3 separate regions of the Sus scrofa genome follow, and regions 1 and 2 are each linked to region 3. The links are chromatin contacts, called in public promoter capture Hi-C maps. All regions are on one chromosome and are shown on one strand. Each heading gives the region's core, a stretch centred on a gene start, on an enhancer-like site or on the middle of the called end of the contact. The rest is flanking DNA. Distances are from core to core; before and after follow the strand shown. Region 1 holds the start of OSM (oncostatin-M). Region 2 holds the start of SEC14L2 (SEC14 like lipid binding 2). Region 3 holds the start of NIPSNAP1 (protein NipSnap homolog 1).

Region 1 (4,068 bases), core at 1,181-3,680, 610 kb after region 3:
CCCCTGTCCAATCCCCCCATTGTACAGACCCTGAAATTAGGCTTGAAATGGAAGAGGATTCCCAGGCCACTGCAGGCAGGGTGGGAGGGATGCTGGGGGACTGGAGGGAGTGATCGCACAGGCAGTGATTGTGGCATGGGGCATGTCACTGGGGAGGTGACAGGAGGTGACATGGGCTTCGGAAGGCGGGGCTCTTTTTTTCACTGCAACATCCTGGTGCCTAGAACAAGGCACGTGGTGGGTGTGCAACGAGCACGCTGGGCAAAGGGATGAATGAGGCGATGAAGAGGGGTTCACACTCCAGGCCCACTGAGTGGGGGATGTTGCATGATCTCCTGGGCATCTCAGGGTTAGGCCTGGACTGTTCGCCATGGCCCTGGAGAAACCTGGGGACTCGGTCTCCCCACCAGCCCCGTGCTAAGCGGGGGTTGGGGCGGGTCCTCCCTGGGGCTCACGCCTACCCTAACCCCCCAGTTCTCTGAGACTCAGATGCCCCCCAAGGGCCGGGTGCTCACATAGGGGTCCAGGAGTGTGCTGGTGTCCCGCATGTGGTCTGCCTGATGCCGGAGCTGCCGGAGGAGTTCGTGGTATTTGCCTGAGCACTTGCCCTTGGCCGCCGTGCTCAGGAACAGGAGTCCGAGGACCAGACCTGGGACAGAGAGGGGATGGGTTACCTGACTGTGGGGAGGAAGCCACATGTGGGCAGCTTTCAGAGGGGACGGCGCTCAAGAGGGCCTCGGAGGATACAACTCCATGGTCCACACCTTTGTGCCGTTGAGAGCGGTGCTGGGCACTGCACCTGCACGGGAGCACCTGCTGCCCCTGCCCCCCGCTACCTTCCCAGCAAGTCACTGTTCAGCCCCCGAAACAGTGGCTACAATTCGCCAAGTAGGCCTTTGAGAAGAACTGGTGAGCCCAGCTGGAGTCAAGCCTGCCAACCTCAAGCTGACACCGGGGGCCCTGGTGGGCTGCTCTTCGTAAAACCTCTGGGTTAAGGGACAGCCATGGCCACAGGCCCCTGGGCCCACCTGTAACAGATCCCAGCCAGTCATGCAGTTAGACTCTGGCAGGCTTTGCGGCTCAGGAGCAGCCTGGCACTCTGATCTATGCCCGCAGAACCAGGAAAAGCTGCCTTTCCATCTGAAGCTTCCATCTGGAAAGGATGAGTGAGGCCTTCTAGTCCAGGCCCCCATTTTACTAAAAACAAAGGCACTGAAGGAGAAGGGCTTGCTCAGGTCACCCAAGGCCAGCGCATCCGCTGACCTCTCACACCTCTCTCCTCTCCCCCTAAGTGGCCACTTCTGTCAGGCCCACCAGGGATGCTGTGAGCCAGAATATTCTGGGGGGCGGGTAATTACGGCTCCCCCCACCTCCCCCGACCCACCCACTGAGCCCTGGCAGCCACGTGGTCGGAAGGGCCTGTGGCGCAATGGCCCGGAAGGCAGTGACACCACTTCCCTTCCTAAGAACTGTGGCCCCTTGGGGAAGATGCTGCTAGGAGACTGAGGGGCTAGGTCCCCAGGCACGGCGACCACAAGACACCCCTCGCCACCCTCCCCCCCAGGTATCTGCTGCTGGGCTCGGGCAGGGCGGCTGATGTGAGCAGAGTGCGCGTGGGAGCAGGGTGTCTGCATGGGTGTGTGTCTGGGTCTGTGTGAGGCTCGAGGGAACAGCTGGGCCGTTTTGTCCCATCCACCACAGGGGCCCCGGGGCTGCATGCGGGGGTTCCCAGATTGGTGAGATTGAGGGCTCCGGAAGACATCACGTGGCTCTGTGTGTCTGTCACCCTGTGGGTGTGGCTATATGTGCTGTGTGATTGTGTGGGCTCCAGGGCCCCCGGGGCCTGGCCGATAGTGACCATCCATCCCAGAGCCTGTGAATTGGGGCCAGAAGGAAGCCCCGCAGCCCTTCCAGACAATACACCACAGTCCTGCTCAGCTTCTGCAGCTTCCTCCACTGCCCCAGCACTTCTCCCACCTCCCTCCTGCTTCCCTAGCTTCTCCCGCTGTGATCCCCTTCCCTCATAACCCTTGCTCCCAGAGTCGACTCTATATCACCTACCCCTGGAAGTCCTCCAGGGATACCCTTCTCCACCCTGTGAAGATGCTGTGTTCTCAGTGGACCCCTCTCTTTGCCTGATCCTCTGGCTCTTTCCCTTTCTTAGCATCTTTCTGCCCCGTGTCCAGCCTCCCCAGTTCCCAGAGGACAGCAGCTGGCCCTGCTCCCCACTGGCGCCCATGAGCACAGCAAGCAGGTCCCGGCGGGAAGGAAGGAAGTACTCACTGAGCAGTGTCCTCCGAATACACTGTGCCCGCATGCTGGGTGACCGAGCTCCGGCCTGTGCCTGCTGGGGGTGACACCTCCCGGCTGGGAGCCCTGCGGGCTGGCAGCCACTTTATGCCCGCCGGGGTGATTGGCCAACACCTCGTGAGGTGGGTGGGGAGGGGGAGGGGGGAGGGCAGGCCTTCTGGGAACATGACCCCAAAAACCAAAGTTTCCACAGGCGGCCAATGGGCGCTGGGCGCGGTGGCATGCCTGCTCCTCCTCCTGTTTTCTTCGAATTCGTTCTTCGAGGTCAGCCCCACGCCCAAGGATGATGCAAACCGCAGCCTCAGCCTTTTATGGGGTGAGCAGGGAGCAAGGGGGTCCATGCCCACTGTAGGAGGCTGTGCCCGGGATGGAGGGGAGAGTCCACCAGCAGGCCCCTGGAGGGCCTGATGCAAAGTCCCGGCTCGGGAGCCTTCAGCCTCACAGGCCACTGTGGTTTGGGGCTGAGGGGAGCGAGACATCTTCCTTCTTGAGTGCCCTTCCCGCCCTCCCGCCAGGGCTGTTGGGACATCTGTGAGCGGAAACCACCGGGCTCTGGGCAAAGAGCCAGACCCAGGCTGGCAGCCCCGAGATTGTGGTTATGGCCCCAGGACCTGCATCCCCCAGCAGGACTCCCAGCCACCTCCTCTCCCCCAACAGGCACCCTGCACACAACCAGCCATCCCCAGACCATCGCCCACAACAGGCCCCTTCTCCACAGACAGGACCCTCTGGGGAGAACCAGGCACTTGGAGCAAGAGAAACAGGAGATCAGGTTCAAGCCCACTGACATGCTGTGAGATCCAAGGCAAGTCGCTTAACTTCTCTGGGCCTTCGAGACCCCCACCATCCCCGCCACCTGTAAAATGAGGATTTGAAAAGCATTTCCTGGCCACCTCACAGGGCTGCTGCCATCATGGACATAAAAGGCAAGAGCCCTTTGAAGGCAAAAGGAAAGATGAAAGTCTGATTCCAAGTACGAGCTGTCGGGAGGCGGGGTGGGGGGCGGAGGAGATGGGGAAGCTGTGAGCTCAGAGGGGAAGCCAGAGAAGGGGAGTCGCCGCGGTGACGGTTGGGGACCAGGTTTCACTTTCTCTGAAAGATAGTGATCTTGGGTTGGTCCTCTGCTTCTTGCAGGCGTCAGAATGAAGGGGCCCTGGAGACAGCGCCTCCAGAGGCAGCCTGCTGCTTCACTGGAGGATACACTGAGGCCAGAGAGGGCAGATGACGGGGCAGAGGGCTGGCACACCGTGCCTGCAGCTTCAGCACGTCCACCGGACCTAGACGAGGGTCTTAGCCTGTGCCCAAGGAGTTCTGTGGGGAACAGGGTATCAAAGGCTGAGGAGCCAGGCTGGGGTCCCTGGGGGCGACCGGTGAGGCCTGCACTAGGAAAGCCAAAGTGGCTGGAAGAAGAGACAGGCACCCTCCCACCATCCCCACCCCAGCACCAGTCATCACCATGAAGGCTGTTCCCACCAGCTCTCCCCCTGCAGACACACCCACGCAGTCATTTATGCCATCAACAAACTTGTATTGGGCCCCTGCTCTTGGCTGGCCACTCCCATCTGCTGAGGATCTAGCAGGGGACAAAACCAGAGGAACCCCCATGCCCAGGAGGCTTCCTGCACACACACCCCAACTCCCTGCATGCAGCATGGTATTCATCACACCGCAGCTGCCGCCGCCGCCGCCACTCCCGCCCCCCTCAAGGGCCAGTTCTGGATTCTCCTCCTGAGAACTTCGCTTCTACTAGATTCCTCA
Region 2 (4,008 bases), core at 595-3,094, 740 kb after region 3:
CCTGGATGTGGGACCCTAGCGGATAAGAGAGCCTCCCAGAGAGAAGGCGCTCACGGTTCACGAGCACCCCTGCTTCCGAGGAAGAGGACTCCTAACAGTTCAGGGTGGCCTCCCCCCAGAGGATTCCCACCTTCAGGTCCAGCTGGGCTCCCCCATCATGATGGTGTGGCACCTCACATTTTCCGAGTGTCTCCAGCTCAGTGGATATCAGGCCAGAGATGCGCGGTGTCTTGTCCAAGGTTAAACAGGGAGAAGGTGGAAGGGCTCTGATGCAAGCCCAGGTGATATTCCTCTGAAAGCTGCCCCTGCTGCCAGGATGGCGTGTGATGGACGCCTGTCAGAACTTCCCAGAAAGGGAGGCTGCTCGTTTCCTCAGATGTGTGTCTAGCACCCATGACGGGCATGGCATTGGTCCCCTCTCCTGATGCACCCTTTGGGTGCAGGAGAGTCGATTGGATTTCATGACAGCAGAGTCAGGGAATGTGCTCAGCCACTCCTGGAGAGCAGTGATGAAGGGACCAGTGACAGTTCACAGGGCAGCCTGTCTGGCCCAGGTTCCAGGGCTGTCAGCAAATCTGGATGAAGGTCGGAGCCACAGAGGACGCACAGCTGGGAGGGACAGTTCATAGGTCAGATGGCAAAACTGGCCAGCCTCTGGATCTCAGAAACTCTTTAAAGGATTGAAATGCACCTAACCACAGCAGGATGAAACCTGATAGGGTTAGATCCGGAAAATCACCTCACAGCACATGGGGCAGAGGCTTCACAGCAGCACAGGTGAAGAGGATTTGGAGGTTTCAGCTGACTGTAAGCTTCCCTGAGTTAAGGGTGTGGCTGTTGCCAAGAAACTTCTCAGGCTTAATTGGAGAAGGGGAGACAACACCCGTGCTCTGGACCACCCACTTCCAGAGGGGCACTGGCCAACTGGAAGACATCCAAAGGGAAGCTGATGGACTTGAAACCAAGCTGCGAAAGATGGTGAAAGGATCCATGGATGGGCAGCATGGTAGCAGGGGATAGTAGCAGCACAGAATTTTCCAGGGTTGGAAAGGCTGTCATGTGGCTGAGGAAGCACCCCCCACCCCCTCCTGGAGAGGGTCTCTGCCCAGTACAACAATGTGGGCTGAGGGCAGATGGCAGCTTGGATTGTCTGGGAGCAGGTGGCCTGGGTGGGCAGGAAGGTCTTTGTGTTCAAGCTGGAGCAGGAGAGCAGGCTGGGGTTTGTGCCTAAAATGGAGTTGGCCCAGGTGAACTCTAATTCCTAGACTTTCCAGAGACCTTGGGAAGAGGAGGGCCTTCTCTGTCTCCTAGGGTATGCGTGGGTCCTCTGGGGACATTGGCAGGGTTGACTGGAGGCACGTCACCCCTCCGTCCTACTGGGATGTTGTGCTGGCCCTGCTCCAGATTACAGGGTAGCTGTGTTCATCTTTGAACCTCGGGTCAAGCTCTCAGGACCGAATTTTAGCTGAGGAGAGTACCTTTGTGGAAGGAGAAGGCTAAATGATAAGGGGGTCCAGGGTTCACTTTCCCTGAGTGGAGATAAGACCCTTCACCTGATTGCCTTCAATCGGGTAAAATTTTTTGACCCTGAACTTGCAGCGCTGCCCCCATCTGTCCTGAACCTTGACCTGCCCTCCCTGCAAGCCCAGGGGCTGTGCTACCCCTGAAGCCCTTGGTGGACATCCTCCTCTTAGCTTCTGCATGAGGGGTTATCTGAGAGTCAGCTGGGGCCCCAGCACTGCAGCAGGGAAATCTCGCCGTCCCTGGTGCCTGGGCTGCTGGCCTAACCCTGACCATGTTTCCCTGTTACAGCAAGGAGCTTCGACCTGCAGAAGTCCGAGGCCATGCTCCGGAAGGTGAGACCCTTTTGGCTCCAAATCCTACTGTTGTCTCCATTCCCGCCCATGAGAGTCACACCATGCTTGGACTTTTGTCCACCTCTTTCCACCTGATCATAGCCTGTGGCTTATGTGAGACATCTGAGTATTAGCTGACCCCTACTGCCTTATCCTTTGGAGCAAAGTGCATTTCCTTCCCTGGAAACACAGAGCTTTCATAGTTTTGGCCAGCCAAGAATTATAAGCTGTTTTGCTGAGATCTCTGCAAGAGGCAGTTCCTTCTTTTCTGTTCCTGCTGGTTGCCTTCTCATGACTTACCTGTGGTCTGGAGATGCATGCTGTCACCCATTGCTCGATGCCTATTAAGGACTGGCCCTACTTTTTTTTTGGTGTGGGGGGGGGACACTGCACCCCCAGCATGTAGAAGTTCCCAGGCCAGGGACTGAATCCAAGTCACAGCAGTGACCATGCCTTATCCTTAATCATTAGGCCACCAGGGAACTCCTAACCCTGCCTTTTTTTTTTTTTTTGGTCTTTTTTTGTCTTTTTAGGGCTGCACCCACGGCATATGGAGGTTCCCAGGCTAGGGGTCTAATCAAAGTTGTAACCGCCGGCCTATGCCACAGCCACAGCAACACCAGATCCGAACCATGTCTGTGACCTACACCACAGCTCACGGCAATGCCAGATCCTTGACCTGCTGAGTGAGGCCAAGGATCGAACCCACAACCTCATGGTTCCTAGTCAGATTCGCCTCCACTGCGCCACGATGGGAACTCCCTGACTCTGCTTTTTGAGAGCTCTGATTGTATGTTTGCAGCATGTGGAGTTCCGAAAGCAGAAGGACATCGACAACATCTTGAACTGGCAGCCTCCAGAGGTGAGGACAGGTGACCCCCCCACACACTCCTAGGTTAGGTCTGTTAGGCCCATAATCTGTGTCCTGGGTCCACGGGTCAGGGACTCTCAAAGAAAAGGTCTGACAATGCCGTGTGAGCCCTCTTGGTTCCCAGAGTGGGTATCCATTGGCATCCACGGGAGGACGAATCCAAGGGAAGGTCCTAGATGGACACAGGGAGGGTGTGGCTGCCCTGGGCCTGCTGACCAGGGGCTCCCTCTCTGTCTTGGCTCAGGTGATCCAGCAGTATCTGTCAGGGGGCCTGTGTGGCTATGACCTGGACGGCTGTCCCGTCTGGTATGATGTCATTGGACCTCTGGATGCCAAGGGTCTGCTCCTCTCAGCCACCAAACAGGACCTGCTCAGGACCAAGATGCGGGACTGCGAGCTGATTCAGAGGGAGTGTGCCTGCCAGACCGAAAAGGTGAGTGGACTGGCACGGAGGAAGAGGAGTCACTTAGAGTGGAGGCATTTGGGTAGAAGCTGGGATGTCACACAGAACTTTAAGCACAGCTTCAGGGCCAAGGCCCAGACATTTTGGATTTCCCAGACCAGTGAAATTTCAGTTTTAGGGCCTGACCTATGTTTCCAAATTTTAATTTGTCCAAGTAAGGTTTTAGAAAAAAACATATCATCCATTATTGTCATAATTAACCCCAAAACTATAGGGGCGGCATGATCTCAGAATAAAAGGCAGTCCTTTAAATTGAATAAAATTCAGCTTCATAAAAAACAGACTACATTACTGTTATTTCTCTCCTGTATCTGGTCGCCAGTGGGGTCTTTGTCTGGGGCCACCCTATTGTTGGGCAGGTATTTGGGTGCCGCTGGTGTCTATGAGCTCAGATTCTGTGCTTCCCTAGCTTTGAACTCAGAGATGAGGACAGCTGATTCTCTTACTGAACAAAGGCTGGAGAGCAAGCCTGAGGCCCCTACAATCCTCTCTTTCCTTCCTCTTTGGCAGTTGGAAAGATCCTGGGAAACGATGTGATACATTTGGGGACATTTCAACAGTGTCATCCACATTCACAGGGAGCCTCCTGTGTGGAGAGGCCCTGCTGGACTGGGGATGCAGGGAAGCATTAGACGAGGACACACCTTAAGGACTTAGGTTGGACAGAGAGCATCTGTGCCTACAAGACGAGTGGCTACATGGGGTACAGAAAAGCGGGGAGCTGTGGGTCAGACTACAGTACAGAAGGGATCTCAGGTGTAGTCTGGGTCCACTCAGTTGTTTACTGGATGAGAACACAGAGGTCTAGACAGGAAGAG
Region 3 (4,485 bases), core at 1,516-4,015:
GAAGCATAGCTCTGAGCACATTTGAAAACACTCTTCTGTCTGGAGGTGGCTGATGAGAAAGGGGCCACGTTTCTGCTTATTGTTCCAGAAGTGTGTCTTTAGAAAACACACAAGGGAGTTCCTGTTGTGGCGCAGGGAAATGAATCCTACCAGGAACCATGAGATTTCGGCTTTGATCCCTGGCCTTGCTCAGTGGGTTAAGGATTCAGCGTTGCCGTGAGCTGTGGTGTAGTTTGCAGATACGGCTCAGATCCTGCATTGCTGTGGCTGTGATGTAGCCTGGCAGCTGTAGCTCCGATTCGACCCCTAACCTGGGAACCCCCATATGCCACCAGTGCAGGCCTAAAAAAAAGAAAAAAAGAAAACACATGAGAAGAACTAAACTTGTGTTAACAACAGGATTACTAGTGCAGCAGTAATAACTGCTGTGTATTGAGCACCTACTATGTGCTAAGAAGTGATCCTCACAATTTTTTTTTCTCCTTTTTTTAGTCTTTTTGTCTTTTTCCAAGGCCGCACCCAAGGCATATGGAGGTTTCCAGACTAGGGGTCGAATCGGAGCTGTAGGTGCTGGCCTACAACCACAGCCACAGCCACAGCAGATCCAAGCCGAGTCTGCGACCTACACCACAGCTCATGGCAACGCCGGATCCTTAACCCACTGAGCGAGGCCAGGAATCGAACCCGAAACCTCATGGTTCCTAGTTGGATTCATTAACCACTGAGCCACGACAGGAACTCCTCACAATATGGTTTTTTGTTTGTTTTTTTCTTGAGAAAAATGAAACTCAGGGATGTCTTATGCCTTATTTAAGGACAATTAATCAACGGACAAGAGGATTCCAATCCAGTTCCATTTGATTTCAAAGTTCATGCTGTATCTGTACCTCAGTAGCCCCCAAAGCTCAGAGGCCAGAAGGGCTGCTGCTGGCCCCCTCTAGTGACTGCAAAGAGCTATGGGGCAGACTGAGGGCCAGGTCGACAAGAGGAGATGTTCCCAGGCATCCAAGGTGGGACCAAGGTGAAAGTAACTTCGAGACAGTCCTTGAGAGACTTGATAAGTATTAATCAAGTGCTTTCACAGCAATCCTGCAAAACACCTGGCAGGGATCACCATCTCCACTTTACAGAGAAGGAAAACAAGGATCACAGGTTCAGGACCTTGTCCAAGGTTACAGAGCGGATAAGTGAGGAACAGCAGGATGCTTCTATGTCCCATGCTCCTTTTGTGGCCTCTGGACAGTCATCACACAAATGGCTCTACCACCAACCAAGTGTGTAACCCTGGGAAAGTGAGGTCCTGCCCCCAGCTTCAATTTCCTCACCTGGAAAACAAACGGCTCGTGGAAGATGACCTCCCTAAAGCGCCTTTAGCCCTGACATTACCAGGGACTCATGAATAAAATGCTTGAGATGTAGGTGTAGGTGGCAACATCTGTTGCAAGTTCACCTGGGCTGGGTACCTCACACACATGGCCTTGTTAATCCTCAACAACTCTATGCAATACATCCTACTTTACCACGATTTTTACAGATGAAGAATCTGAGGCTTCCAGAGGCCAAATGACTCATGCAAGGTTGGCCCACTAAAAAAAGGTTAAGTTAGATTTGCTGGTGCCAGGCAAACTCCAGGCTCTCTCCATGATGTCAGTTTTCTCCGCAATTACTGGGCAGTCAGAGTGAAGGCACATTCCTGGCTTTTCTTTCTAGTCTCCCCAAAACCCCACTGCACAGCTAACACCCCACGGCAAGGTCTAACAGAACTCTGCAACTTCACACCTGGGCTGTGGGAGGGACAGACCCCTACTTCCACAGGTGGAGGGACAGGCGTCCTTATGTCTTTGGCAAATGTTCTTGAGCATACACTGTCCTGAGCCCCATGCTAGGGACTGGGGAGACAGAAAAATAAGGTGATGGTCTATTGGGGGAGACAGGCAAGTGTGTATGGGGTGATAAGAACAGAAATGGAGGAAGTATATACAGGGCTACTGGGCTACAAGTATATACAGAAGAGGGAGGGGCCAGCCAGGGAGGCCCAGCCCTGCCTCAGTACAGAGTGGGGACCAAACAAAAACCCAGGCTCGGCCAGCCTCCCTCTCCCCGGAAGCCAAAAACAGTTGTGGTGCAAAGAGCACGGGGGTGTCAGGAGGCCTGGGTCCAGACCCAGTGCTGCCACAGGACCGCAGGGGGAGTGACCTTGGACAACTCCCATCCCTTCTCAAGCCTCCTTTGCTCCACTTGTACTGTTCAGGTTTAGGCATCCATGGCCCTTGGAGATCTCCCACTGCTTATCGAAGGAAGAGCTGCCTCTCCTAGAAGCGTGCTCTCTCGTGCTCTCTCACAATCACCGCAAGGTCTGGGAAGGGGCCACTCCTCCTGCCCGCCGCCCGCTCCCACTCTCCATGGCCCCGGACCTGCCCCTCACATTCACCCCATCTTTCATTCTCTCCCAGAGCCAGGTACCCAATAGGACAAAGAAACTGCGCATACCTTTCCCACCTCCACCATTTGCCTAGAGCTCTTCCCCAGGCTTAGATTTTGCCCCCGCCTCTAAGCCCTAGAGTACAACTCCGAGTCTCTGCCCATCCCCCGCGCCCGGCCCCTGGCTCGAACCCCTGCACCCCCCACGCGCGCCGCCCCTGCCCGGCTCGTACCGCGCCGCAGCCACAGCCGCAGTGTCCCGGGCACCAAGCCCTGGGCCCCCAGTAGCCGCCGCGCCGCCGCAGAGATGCTGCACAGACGCGGAGCCATGTTGGAGCTGTGCAGGTTGGAGGAAGGCCCCGCCCCCGAACCCGGCAGCGGAGGCGGGACGTGAGTAAGCCCCGCCCCACCGGCTCGCCCGCCTCCATCTCCACCCAGACAGGTGGGCGTTGTCCCTGTCCATCCCATGATGCAGATACTGGGCAAAATTTGGGGTTTTCGTCCTCTGTGCCACTGCAGCTCTGCTACTGACTTGCTCTGTGACCTTGAGCAAACCCACTGCCGACTCTGGGCCTCAGAGTCCAATTGGGTGAAATAGGAAGATTGAACAATAATACTAGGGGTTCTTAAGAGGGCACTTAAGGTTGAACAGCAGAGGGTAAGCCCACTGAAAGCGTATGCAGTTATGTGTGCCGGTGCGTTTTCCTGTGGAGAGGGGTGCAAAGGTAGCGTTTCTCACATTATCTAAGGAACAAACCCCCTACCACTTTAAGACAGACGGACAAAGCTCTGGGTTGCAGGCTCGCTTCCTCTCTATCAACTCCTTTTCCCTTTCATCCTTCTCTACCATCTCTGTCTGGGCCTCCTGGGGCCTCAGGCCCTTCTTCGGCTTTGACTTCCAAACTAATCCCTTCTCAGCCCACAATCCCCCAGGTCACAGACATGGCAGGAGCAGAGAGCCTGCAGACCCCACAGAGGGGCTAGGGAGGCTAATAGCTTCTAGAGAGACTAGATGATGTGCATAGACTGCTTGCCCACACTTGAAGAATGTCTATCCTCTGATGCTAGTTCCCTCTCGTATGCTTAGGGTGGAGGAGTGAGGGGAGGCTTTAATTTTGTGATTTCCTTCAGCTAATATTGAGTCCACCTGGCTAGGCCCTGTGCTTAGCTCTGAGACACCAAAGGTGGTCAGGACAAGCCCCCAGCCCTCTTGGAATTTTGTGTTGCTATTGTCTTTTTAGGGCTGCACCCAAAGCATATGGAGGTTCCCAGGCTAGGGGTTGAGTCAGATCTGTAGCTGCTGGCCTGTACCACAGCCACAGCAGTGCCAGAACTGAGTGTCTTTGACCTACACTACAGCTCACGGCAACGCCAGATCCTTAACCCACTGAGCAAGGCCAGGGATCAAATCTGTGCCCTCATGGATGCTAATCAGATTCGTTTCCACTGAGCCATGACTGGAACTTCTCCTTCAGCTAATATTGAGTCCACCTGGCTAGGCCCTGTGCTCTCATCTGAGACACCAGGGTGATCAGAACAACAAGCCCCCAGCCTCTTGGAATTTAAGGCCTGGATGGGGAGACAAAAATCGAACTGGTACTGACCTCCAGGGCAAAGACCTTAGGCCTACCCCTCCCCAGCCCTCTCCTGCCTGACATACTAAATACGTACTGAACAAGTGAAAAATATACACAAAAGTATTTTGGCCAATTGTGATAGAGGGTATGAAGAAGCATGGGGAGCTATGAGGACTTATCATGGGGAGGGGGGGAAAGAAAATTTGAGGTCCTATATACTTTTAAGGGTTAATAACTTCTTTAAGGAAGTGAGACTTGAACTTTTTATGTTTCTAAAGTTGCTACAATGAACATGTATTCTTTGATTTATTTAAAAAGGAAAATGTGCATCATTATGATAAATTACCCAAATCAACTGTTATATGCAGGCAGAACCATCAAAATAAATGCAATGAAGATAACAGTATGGCTGGTGTCTTGTAGCTAAGACGGAAGCCTGGGAGCCTGGAGGGCTGCTCTTTGTATTAACAAAGAGCCAGAGCCTGGA

What was found. Promoter capture Hi-C pulls out the DNA fragments that hold promoters and counts their contacts.
Region 1: a contact with region 3 is called in a promoter capture Hi-C map of fetal liver, with 4 times the contacts expected there. The contact joins the promoter of OSM here to the promoter of NIPSNAP1 in region 3. A contact is called at or near these places in 2 of 5 promoter capture datasets (fetal liver and fetal skeletal muscle) and 1 of 2 datasets of contacts at active chromatin or transcription factors (alveolar macrophages).
Region 2: a contact with region 3 is called in a promoter capture Hi-C map of fetal liver, with 3 times the contacts expected there. The contact joins the promoter of SEC14L2 here to the promoter of NIPSNAP1 in region 3. A contact is called at or near these places in 1 of 5 promoter capture datasets (fetal liver), 1 of 47 Hi-C or Micro-C datasets (liver) and 1 of 2 datasets of contacts at active chromatin or transcription factors (alveolar macrophages).

The regions. Positions count from the first base shown.
Region 1 is chr14:47,244,406-47,248,473 of Sscrofa11.1, forward strand. OSM (oncostatin-M) reads right to left here and starts at 2,431. Exons shown (of 3, transcript XM_001929161.4): 1 at 2,284-2,431; 2 at 516-649. The coding sequence starts at 2,317. LOC110256683 (a long non-coding RNA gene) reads left to right here and starts at 1,170. Exons shown (of 4, transcript XR_002338554.1): 1 at 1,170-1,564; 2 at 2,187-2,432; 3 at 2,504-2,626; 4 at 2,968-4,068.
Region 2 is chr14:47,375,027-47,379,034 of Sscrofa11.1, forward strand. It overlaps SEC14L2 (SEC14 like lipid binding 2), which reads left to right and starts at 1,845. Exons shown (of 10, transcript NM_001198918.1): 1 at 1,845-1,856; 2 at 2,659-2,718; 3 at 2,972-3,160. The coding sequence starts at 1,845.
Region 3 is chr14:46,638,688-46,643,172 of Sscrofa11.1, forward strand. It overlaps NIPSNAP1 (protein NipSnap homolog 1), which reads right to left and starts at 2,766. Exons shown (of 11, transcript XM_005670786.3): 1 at 2,709-2,766; 2 at 2,655-2,706. The coding sequence starts at 2,751.